Regions from separate parts of the Sus scrofa genome. Here regions 1 and 2 are each linked to region 3. A link is a contact called in public HiChIP or PLAC-seq data. All regions are on one chromosome and are shown on one strand. Each heading gives the region's core, a stretch centred on a gene start, on an enhancer-like site or on the middle of the called end of the contact. The rest is flanking DNA. Distances are from core to core; before and after follow the strand shown.

The links. HiChIP or PLAC-seq counts read pairs in DNA pulled down with a chosen protein or histone mark.
Region 1: a contact with region 3 is called in an H3K27ac HiChIP or PLAC-seq map of skeletal muscle. The contact joins the promoter of SSPN here to the promoter of LOC110260584 in region 3. A contact is called at or near these places in 1 of 47 Hi-C or Micro-C datasets (embryonic fibroblasts) and 1 of 2 datasets of contacts at active chromatin or transcription factors (skeletal muscle).
Region 2: an H3K27ac HiChIP or PLAC-seq map of alveolar macrophages shows a contact between it and region 3. The contact joins the promoter of RASSF8 here to the promoter of LOC110260584 in region 3. A contact is called at or near these places in 1 of 47 Hi-C or Micro-C datasets (heart right ventricle) and 2 of 2 datasets of contacts at active chromatin or transcription factors (alveolar macrophages and skeletal muscle).

The regions. Positions count from the first base shown.
Region 1 is chr5:47,607,564-47,611,178 of Sscrofa11.1, reverse strand. SSPN (sarcospan) reads left to right here and starts at 1,849. Exons shown (of 3, transcript XM_003126415.4): 1 at 1,849-2,205. The coding sequence starts at 1,927.
Region 2 is chr5:47,845,226-47,848,822 of Sscrofa11.1, reverse strand. RASSF8 (ras association domain-containing protein 8) reads left to right here and starts at 1,353. Exons shown (of 6, transcript XM_005653134.3): 1 at 1,353-1,443. It overlaps LMNTD1 (lamin tail domain-containing protein 1), which reads right to left and starts at 524. Exons shown (of 18, transcript XR_002344073.1): 1 at 403-524.
Region 3 is chr5:46,934,543-46,938,102 of Sscrofa11.1, reverse strand. LOC110260584 reads left to right here and starts at 1,721. Exons shown (of 3, transcript XM_021091237.1): 1 at 1,721-1,969; 2 at 2,010-2,623. The coding sequence starts at 1,721. The coding sequence ends at 2,582. It overlaps ITPR2 (inositol 1,4,5-trisphosphate receptor type 2), which reads right to left and starts at 1,976. Exons shown (of 58, transcript XM_021092920.1): 1 at 1,631-1,976.

The DNA.
Region 1 (3,615 bases), core at 600-3,099, 670 kb before region 3:
AATACTCTTAGGTTCAAGGCTAATAGCTAATTCTATGATAGACAATATACTCCCGATGATCATTAAATTGTTCAAAATCACAAATGATTTAAGCAGTCCACCCACTTGTTTGACAATAGGAAGTAATTAATAAAAGAGGGAATCCACAAGTGTTCACGCGTGCTTCCCCTCACTCATCCCTAACTAGGTAAGTGGCTTAATACCCTGGTTACTTAATAACTCTGATACTCAATTTTTCATCTTTAAAAGTAGACATTACAATTCTAAGGTGGTTATAAGAAGTAACAGCCAGCGAGGTAAAGCTCCTATCATGTGCTAGTTACAGACTAGATAGATACCCAGTAACTAGTAACTATTATTTATAAGAACAAATAATTAATTCCATGTAGTCAGTTAGTTTCCTAAAAATGTTTTCTAGGTTTATGTAGAAAAACCAAGTACTGTTCTCCTTTGTCTTTTCTGCTGTTCTCAGTCAGACACAAGTCACATGGGTACCTTGGTGTAACATCAGCTTTTGTCTGTTCTCACTAGAAATCCTAATGGTGAAATGGCCTTAAAGCTGACAATGACCTTATCTCTGCCCCTCTGCTCCTCTTGTGAGAGTGAGCGCTGCTTCTACTGCTTCTAGGTGGACACTGGGATGTGTGGTTTGGTTTCTCCTTTTTAAGCTACTGCATTTGTTTCATGGACCACATTTTTTCACTGATCCAGAAGAAAGGTATAAAGAACACACTGAAGTTCATTAAAGAAAAGAAAAAAAAAAGAATATATTTCAGGCCTTCAGAGGTAACTTTTTGGGGACTTGGCAGTTTACAAAGAGAATTGATGATGATTAGTTTCTAATTCTGTGGAGACGAAGCAGGGAGTTAGATTTTCTTTAAATTAGCTGATAGCAAACAATCTAGGAGGAAGCTTTATCCTAACATCTTGGTGACATCATTTATTTTTTAATACAGCTTTCTCAATGCTCAAATGACCATACCAAAGTAGATATAAATACTCCAAAGTAATGGGATCATTTCTTAGTGGTTTCACTGAAATTGCTTTAAGTGCTACTGAGGAGAGGTATGTGGGAATAAGAATAATCGCTTTTATTGATTTGTTCGGGGACATTAGACAGGAACCAAATCTACCTCGGGCATCCTTATTTTCTAGCACATTGTAGGTGCTTTAAAAATATCTCGAAAGTGGACTGAGTTAAATTGTACATGTCTAAGGTGTAAAACAATCCCCAGAGGCACTGTTGTGATCAGCCAAGGCCAGGCTGGAGACTGTATAGACTATTAAGAGAGCTTTGAAAAAGAAATACACGTGAGAGAGTTCACAATTGGCCCAGTGTCTCTATAAACAGTTATTTCAAAAGCAAATACTTCACTGGGAAAAATACCTTGATTTGTCAACTGGGTTGCAGAATTTAAGAGAAGAGCCCACGCCTTGGTTGGAAAACCGAGAACAATTTAACTTTTGGAAACAACTTCACAGCTCGGAGCCTAGCAACGCCTCTTTTGGATTCAACTGTCTGTTAATTAAATGATTTAAACATTCATCACCTTGGATTGCACCTCTCCCAAAACGAAAACAAACCCGAAAAAATCCTGGGGTTTGGAGTGAGGAAAATAACACACACAGACGCGCACACACGCATATGCGCACATACAGGCGCGGGCACCCGCAGCCTGCCTAAAGCGCGTCGGGTTTAGGAGGCACCGGGCAACCCCGCCCGGCCAGGCAGGCGCTGCGTCCCGCCCGGCGGGTTGGCAGTTGATGACCCCCCTCGACTCCCCCTCCGCCGCGGGTCCCCGTGGCCTTCAGAGGCTCGGCGAGTCCCTCCAAATGTTTTCCATATTTGTTCAGCCTCCGTAACTCGCCGAGCAGTGCTGGCGCGGCCCGCCCCGCGCCGCCCTCGCCGCCGCCCCCGCAGCCGCCATGGGCAGGGAGCTGCCCGGCCGAGGCGCGCGGAGCCAAGGGGGGCCGCCGGCCGCTGACGCCGCCGAGCCCGACGACATGGGGCCGAAGAGGGGCGCGGGGGCCCCCAAGGAGTGCGGGGAGGAGGAGGCCCGGACGTGCTGCGGCTGCCGGTTCCCGCTGCTGCTGGCGCTGCTGCAGCTGGCCCTGGGCATCGCCGTGACCGTGGTGGGCTTTCTCATGGCCGGCATCAGCTCCTCCCTGCTAGTCAGAGACACTCCATTTTGGGCTGGGATCATTGTAAGCATCGAGTCTGTTTTGCCTGAGCGCGTTTGCCACACAGGAATGCCACGCCGCATGGTCGAGTTACCACTAACCCACCTGCATGCGCCCTTCCCCGGCTCCACGCCTCTAACTCGCGCTCCGCTTAGTGACCGATGCCCGCCGCCCCGGGTCCGCCCAGGGCGGCGGAGCTCTTGCCCTTGTCCTGCTTGTCGCTCTCAACACCTCCGACAGGCCTGAGCCTCACGCGCTGGAGCTGGGGAGGCGAGGCACAGGCTGCTTATTTTGATCACATTGAACAGCCCCGGTAACAACAGCAGATTCACTTCTGGCGTTTTTCTTCTCCAGACCCCACCTCGTCCCTACAGAAGTGGCGAAAAAGTGAATAAGTTCTTCCTGTAAAAGCAAGTTAGGAAAAAAGCCTGTACTTGGAGGGGCCACATCGGGTAGAATCGATTCGATTTTTTTAAGTCTGAGGTTCCATTAGTAAGTTTTTATTAAAACAGTGGTCGAAGGCAGGAAATGCAAATACAGCAAGTACTGCCTTAATCCACTGGAGTCTAAAGTGGGATAAGCCCGGGGCGCTGGCCCTGGCGGGAGTCTATTTGGGACTCTGCTAACGGATGTACTGTTCTAAGCAGAGCACGATTCAGCTGTTGTGCGTGCATGTTGGGACACAGCATACTTGCCTTAATTGCATGGATTCTCTGATGTGAAATGGGTGCCATTTATTGAGCACCTACTGTGGGCCTGTCCTGCTGGACACCTTACGTATCTGTTTTGTAATCTCCACAGCAGCCTTATGGAGTAGTTATTATCCTTTGATTTCCCAAATGAGAGAACCAAGGGCAGACTCACCCCGGGTCGTGAGGTGGCAAATCAGAGAAGTTGATTCCTTTTTGCAGCAGGCTCCATCTGTATTTTCCTCATTGAGCCGCATTGCTACCAGATTTGTTTGCGATTTTAATATGATAGCGCCCCAGGCTTACAAAATTCTCTTTCATGTGCACTATTTCATTGGATTCATGAAACAACACTTTGAGGAGGGAACTGTTATCTGTGGACAGGAGGAAACAAGCTACGGGAAGTTAAATGACATTCTCAAAGCCCAGAGGTGAAAAGTGGCAAAGCCGAGGGAGACCTGAATGGACCCTCTGGCTCCTAGTCTCATATGGCTTCATTACTGCTATCACTGACCACACAAACTAGAACTCATAAAACAACCCTCAAAATAATTGTGCATCGGGGACAGGTGTTAAAAAACCTGATTAAATATGCATCGATGCAGGTATTTTCTAATTAAGAGTATTTGAGCTCACAAATTCTTGCAGAGTAATTTAAAACTTTTAATTTGTGTACGAAGAATCCCCCTGAAATTATCATGATTGGAGTTTTCTAAATCGAGTGATTTTAAAAATAGCTTTTCGC
Region 2 (3,597 bases), core at 104-2,603, 910 kb before region 3:
TTAAAAAAAAAAAAAAAAAAAAAAAAAAAAAAAAAAAAAAAAAAGCAAAAACACCCAACACCAGAAACCCAAAAACGAGTGTCTGGAGAATCAAAAGGGACATCTTATAACTGGAATGCTTCTTTGAATCTCCTCAGCCCCTCTTCCTCCAAACTGATTGCTGTTCTTGCGTTGTGGGCATGTGTGAGCAAAAGTCTGGACCAAAGACTGGATGTTGTCCAGTGACTAGAGTACTGCATGTCATAAAAAAAGGTGAATAACAAGAACAACACACACATCTGCGTTTCCATAAGAAAGCACAGCTTTCCTTGACTATTTGCTATATTTGCGCGGGGGGCGAGGTGGGGGGGGGGAGCGGTTTTCTGAATCTGAGCCCAGCTCTTTCTAAACTTGGTTACTCACGTCTGATTCACTCGCTGTGTTTTTCGTCTCCTGTCTCTGTCATTGCCTGCTGCTGAGAAGGGGGTCGCTGAATCATTGCCACTCCAGATGAAAAGCAATTCAAACCCAGTCCTGAGGGGATGGAAGGGCCTTTTCTTTTTTTTTTTTTTAAGCGTCTGTGGAAAAAGCCTCCTCCTTGCTGGGGTGACAGTGAAAGGCAGTTTTGCAAGTCTCACCCCGGGGCTATGGAAGATTTTACTCCGTGAGCGTCAGTGAAGTACCGGTCATCTCACCGTTTCTAGCTTTCAGGTCCACTGGCCTCCGCCGACCCGGCGGAGCGGGGGACCGTGGGCCCGAGCGGCCTCGCAGCGCTCACCGCCGCTTTAAAAGCTCCCACAATGCAGCGCTGGCGTCCCAGTTCCGTTACAAGGTCTCTCCCGGCGCCGGCGAACCGGCGAGGAGAGGGCGGGGGAGTCGGGGAGCGGCGGCTGTAACCCGAGCACCCGGCCGAGGGGGGCGCCCCCGCGCCGCCGCTCTCGCGCGCTCAGCCCGCGGCCCGACAAAGGGGCGGAGCCGCCTGGCCGCTCGGCCCGGCCCGGCCCCCGGCCCGGCCCCCTTGCCCAGAGGCACCGGCCGCGGGAGCGAGCCAGCCGCCGAGTCCGCCGCCTGCGCTCGCCTGCCGCCCCGTACAGCGCCCGGAGTCCCGCTCCTCGTCGAGCCTCGCCTGCCCGCTCGCCCCCCGCACTGGCTCGGCTCTGGGGGCTGCTCCCGCCGGCTGCGCCGCGGCTGCCTGCGCGCTCGCCCACCCCTGTACCCCCGCCCGAGGCGTCCGCGCTCACCTAGCGCCAGGCGGGAGGTGAGCGGACAGGGAGCACCAGGGAGCCGGGGCCTCCCGCCGGTGCGGGGCGCGCGGCCCGCGTAGCGCAGGGGAGCGAGGCTCGCGGGGCTGCGCCGCCGGGGACGGGCGCTGGGCGGCCGCCGGGCTCCGGGCGCCGCCGCGTCCCCAGCGCTCCGGCGGGCCCCGCGAGGCGGCCTGCGGGGGCGGCGCAGTTGCGAAACTGAGTAAGTATTAACTTTACTCGGCGGCCGCGATCTCCGGGCAGCTTTCGGGACCCCTCCCTCCTTCCCCTGGAGCCTCCGGGCTCCCCCCTTCCCCGCCCCTCTCTCCGCACCTCTGGTTTCTTCGCCCCATCTGCCCTCGCCGCGGGCTCCCGCTTCCTCCGGTTCACCTTTTCCCCGCTGTCTCCCCTTTGCGCGTTCTCCCCGCCGCACACGCGCGCCTGACTGAGACTACGAGCTTGTTCCCAGTCTGTTTCCTCCCATTGCCCTTGGCCGGGGAGTTTAGAGGCCACTTTTGTTGGGAAGGGAAATGTACGTCTGGCTTCTTTAATATTTTTCTCTCCAAATGGAAATCGGATGCTTGCTTGCCGAGCGGCGGTTTGGTGAAAGCTTATTTTCTCCTTTGAAAAAAATGATTGGTTTACCGGTTTTTAAAATGTTTGAACGATTAACCATCCTCCGTCCCTATTCCCCCGTGCCGCCAACCCGTCTGGGGAGGGGAGTGCAGAAGACTTTCAAAGTAATTCCGTCTTGCAAACTGGAAACTTAGAGAGGATACGGCCCAGAAAGCTGAAAAAGATTGAACCTGAAGGGCCCTGAGCTTTGAATGTGGGTCCTCGTGTGGCACAGGGCTTACGCGCCGAGTACCTGGGTTCGTAATCGAGTGTTGCGTTGTTATTTTAACATAATAGAGCCGCCTGGTGTTGCTAAACCACTACTTTCTCAGCATCAGATGGCATCCAGTGCAGGGCAAGCTTTGGGTATAATTGCGGGTCAGATCTTTAGGCATTTAGACGGGAAATAGATGCAGGGCACGTTTCATAGCTGGTTTTCAACCCGGGATGTTAGCCTGTCAGTACATCAAAGCATTGCGTTGAAAAAATTCCTCCAGCCTGGTGCCAGCGAGGACCAACATTTTAGGGATTTTCTAGTATAATGTGGTTCAGCAGTTCTTCATTAGATATGTTTTGTTCGCAGGAAGCACCTTTAAATATGTATCGATCTCCGATTTTTCTGTCGGTTGAATTAACTACCCATTCTGGTAGGAGGCCCCAGGTAGTCTTTTTAAAAATTTTTTCTTTTCTCTTAAGTCTTTCATCGTTGGGTTGCCAGGAGTTGGTTTTCGTGCGAAAGAACAGAAAAAATGGGAAGACTTAATGTATTATCAGCATCCTCTTCTTTGCCTGGGTGAGGCGGTAGTGAATGCCACCTAGCCCTCTGCAGGGAGAGGTGCTGAGTGGAGGCAGGAACCAGGAGGCAGGACTGAGCACTGTCATTTTGAAAGGTGGCTTGTGTGAGGTTTTATCTTTTAGCTGGCATATTAATTGTACTTTTAATTCTATTTATCCTCATGGGGAACTCTCCCCAAACTATAAACATTACATGTGACCACACCCCACTTAAAGAAGACTGAGCATAACTTGATGATTGTTCTTTTGAAGGATCAAGACCCAACATAAATATAATTTGTAATGTAGATGGTAAATCCTTTCAAAAATCTCCCCTTCCTCATTTTCTCTCCTTTTAAGAGTCTCTAGCTGATACTCTCAATAATAGACACGTTTGGTAGTAATGCATTGAATTCTTTCTAGGGTCATTGATAAAGCCTGATTCCGAGGCTTCAATAGCTGAGGAGGGCATCAAAGAGCTCAGAGAGGGAGGAAATCATGGGACTCTGCAGAGAGGAAAGGCATTTCAGTTTGCTGAACTGTCAGCATGCTGCAAGGGAAAGCAGTAAAAAGAGGAATGTTTAAGTTGTTTTTAAGGTGCATGTTTCCTAAATTTGGCATTTGGTCGAGATATTTGGCAATTGCAGATTTTAAATTCTATTAGAATCAACTATAATGGAAAAAATCATAAAAAATAAATTCTATTAGGTTGTGGTATGATTTCTTTTTGCCTAATATTTTTAAAGTGTCATTTTTTTTTTACTTTTTAAAAAAATTATAGTTGATTTACAGTGTTGTCTCAATTTCTGCTATGTAGCAAAGCGACCCAGTCATACATATACGTGTGTGTGTGTGTGTGTGTGTATATATATATTCTTTTTCTCATATCATCCCCCATCATGTTCTGTTCCAAGACATCGGACATAGTTCCCTGTGCTATACAGTAGGACCTCATTGCCCGTCCATTCCAAATGTAATAGTTTGAACC
Region 3 (3,560 bases), core at 472-2,971:
ACTATAGCTAACACTTTATACAAGTGCTTATGAGCCAGGTACTGTGTGTCCTACATATATTAACTCACTTCTTCCTCAGCACAACCCTATGAGGTAGTAACCAGGATCTTCTCTTTTCAGACCTGAGGACACTGAGATGCAATTATGTAACTTGCCTGGGGTCAGAAAGTTCACAAGTGGAGAAGCCAGGATTTGACCCCAAGCATTCTCCCCCTGGAGCTTCTCCCCCTGGAGCCCTTCCCCCTTAACCTCCCCATTACACACACCTGGAGAGTCTACAGAGAAGGGTGGGGTGTAGCAGACCTCATCTGCAAAATGTTGGGGTCGCAAACACTGGACTCGTACTATGAAATCTCTCAGAAACAAATGGTAGCTTAAGATTTATAAACCCAGCACAAGCACTTGTCATGGCTTTTTTCTTCCAAGCTTTATTTTCACAATTAATTAGCATCGGTCTTACCAGGATTCAATTAAATCTACCTGCCTTCTTTCACCCATTAGGAGAGATGAACAAAGAACAGAAACTGTTCTCAGCATGGCTCAGCATGGCTCAAAGTCACCATCCGGGGACACTGCATGTTAAGTCATGTGCCCTAAATCCCAGGAGCAGAAAACAGTGAACAGCCAGAAGTGGCAACACCAGTTCCTTAGCCTGAAATCTCCAAGACTAGGGAGTCTAGCTACTGATATCAGGTGGCCACCAAAAAACAACAACAACAAAAAAGTATGCATAAAATACAAAGCAGTGCGCATTTAAACTACTTACTGGTACTCACCATCAGGACAGAGAGAAAATACTAGTAATCAAGGAAGTCCTCTTTAACCATCTAACACACGATTATGTTTATATATATATTTCCCTCATTCATAAATCAACTCAAACCTTAAGAGCCCTGCACTTGGCTGAGTCTCAGGAGGGGTTCAGCCTTTCAGTGGGCCAAGGCCCAGGAAGGGGAGAAAGCAGGTGTGAGTTCCATAACGCCGGAGGCCTTCGGTGCTTTCTGAGGGTCGCCGCGCGGCGGACGTCCCCGAGCTGCCTGCGAGGCGCGGCAAGTCCCCGTTCCGCAAAGCTGAAAGGAAATTATTTCAGGGAAGCGGGGACGGTGAGCTTCTCCCGCAGGGCAAAGCCACTCTCGGCTCACTACATCGCCCAAGTTTCATGTCCAAGGCCACGGACTTTTCATCGATTGCTCTTACAAACCCGGCCTTGAGGGACAGGGGCTTGAGAGTGGGGGCGAGCAAAGAAGCGGAGAGGGGGCGTTTTGTTTCACCTCCAAGGGAAAAACAAAACAAAACAGAAATGTTTTAATCAAAACAACCCACGGAGAAGCCAACGAAGACTTCTTCTCCCGGCCTGTCTCCGGGCTTCTGAATCACTTCCTCCTTTTCAGAAGAGTCTCTGAGCTTGAGATTACGAAGTTGCTGAGAAAGTCTAGCCTCTTGGGGCAGCTTCCTGCGAGCTAGCGAGCCGAAGGCACGGCGCTGTCCGCCGGCGCAGAGCCTGCCCGCCCGCCCGCCCCGCCACCCAAGGCGGGAGCTGGCGCCCGAGGACCCGGCGGCGCCAGGAGGGACCGGGATGGGTTCCGAGGGGACCGAGCGCCAGCGCTCCCCAGCCCGCGCCCCGACTTACCCCAGCGTGTTGATGAAGCCGTTGACCGAGCCCTCCGCGTACAGGGACACGATGTCCCCTATATAGAGGAAGCTGGACATTTTATCGGACATGCTGCTTCATGCTCGGAAGAAGACGTCCCTCCTCTTCCCTGTGCCCTCTCCGCCCTCTCCAGCGAGCCACCGCGGCAGAGGCGGAATGGAGCGCCCTCCTGCAGCGCCCAGAGCGGCGGCGGCGACGGTGGACACCGCCGAGGGATCGAGTGTCGGGCTCAGCCCTGCCCCGCACCCGGGAACCTCCAGGAGCAAGCCGCAGCTTAGGGCACCCAGAGACGTGCGCGGCCCGGACGCCCTGAGAGCCGTAGCTGCTGCCTCCCCGGCAGGTTTCCTGTTCCTTTCAGAAGTTTTCTCTCCAACACCTTTGCTCCTCCTCCTCCCTCCTCCGCTCCCCCTCCCCGTCCCCTTCAGGCTCCGCGCCCCACCGTTGCTGTCCCGCTGCGGAGCAGAAGCTAGTGCTTGCAGAGCCCCTAGGTCCTCTCCGGGGAATTTTTGGACCAGGTGCCTGTGCCCATTGGGCGAAGGGGAGGAGAGGCGCCCTTAGAGCAGGGGGTGCAGGCCAATCAGGCGGCGGCGGCCGGGGGTGGAGCCGGGCCGGGGCGGGGCGAATATGGGGGGCCAGGCCACCCTGGCAGCTGCGGCGCGCGCTAACCCAACGCGGGGAGGCGCTGGAGGGGCTGCGGGGGCCCGGAGCCGGGAAGTGGGCCCCGGAGGGCCCCCCGCCCCGGGAGAGGCTAGCTAGACTTGAGGTGCGACAGTTCCCTCCCAGAAAAGTGAAGGATGACGGGGCCGAGACCCTTTCCCGGGTCTTAAAGGAGGCGGGGAGGATGAGAATTGGCGATGGAGAGGGAGCGCAGGACCAGAGCAAGAGTGAGCCCGCGATGCCCCTCGGAGATGAAAAGGTGGAACCGGAGTAAGATGGGTAATTTGCTGACAAAGAGGAGAGGAAGGTGTTGAGGTAAAGGGAAAAAACAGACATTTAAAAAAAATACACAAGAAAGAAAATAAAGAGAAGGAGAGGGAAGGAAGGGAGATGGAGGGTCTGCTCTATATGAAGTGTGTAGTTTGGGGTTTTGTTTCTAGTATAGGGCGTTAGTGAAACCTGACCCGTCAGCAGCTGTCCAGGTGGACGCGAGGTAAACGTCACTTGGCCGAGCCAGCAGTTTTTTAAGCCAACCTATGGCAGTGAACTTTCTCTTAAGCCTCCCAAGGCCGCGCCTCCTTCTCTTAAACCCAAGCCCAGGTTTAACCTCCCACCTCCGGGAGCCCGCTGTCACCTTTTTACTGACTGTCCCGCTTTGTTTACATTTAAAGTTTCTGACTCTTAAAGCTCCAGCGATCATAAATGAAACTGGAGGCCGGGCACATTTCCACACCTTCTCTGTTGCTTTTGTAACCCTCATCATGTTAGATTTTTCTCCTACCTTTCTGGAAGACCTGAAAAAGGCAAACTCTGGGTGGCAGTTTTGACTAGCCACCCAATCAAAGAATTTGTGACCAAAGTAATTCCCCCTGGAGCAAGGTTTGCTGAAAGATGGAGGAACCCAGGGCTTGTAAAGAATGTGTGCCCAATTGTGCAACTCACCAAAATTTAAATTTACAGTTTGAGGCTCTCTTACACTTTGAAGATGGTTTGGGTTGAGACTTATAATCACATTATGAAATATGAAAGAATAAGCTTAATATTCAGAAATTTGTGTTTAGAAAGCCTGCAGGATAAAGAATAAAGTGTTAGACCCAGAATCCAGGAAATGCTAGCACAAAGCCTGTATGTGTTGCGATAAACTGGACCCAGTCATTGTCCTACCATGCAGCTGACAGATCTCTTTTTACTTCTGGGTTCTCCTTTAGAAGTGATTCCTTAGCAACTTAGAAATGGCTGTTATATGATAGAT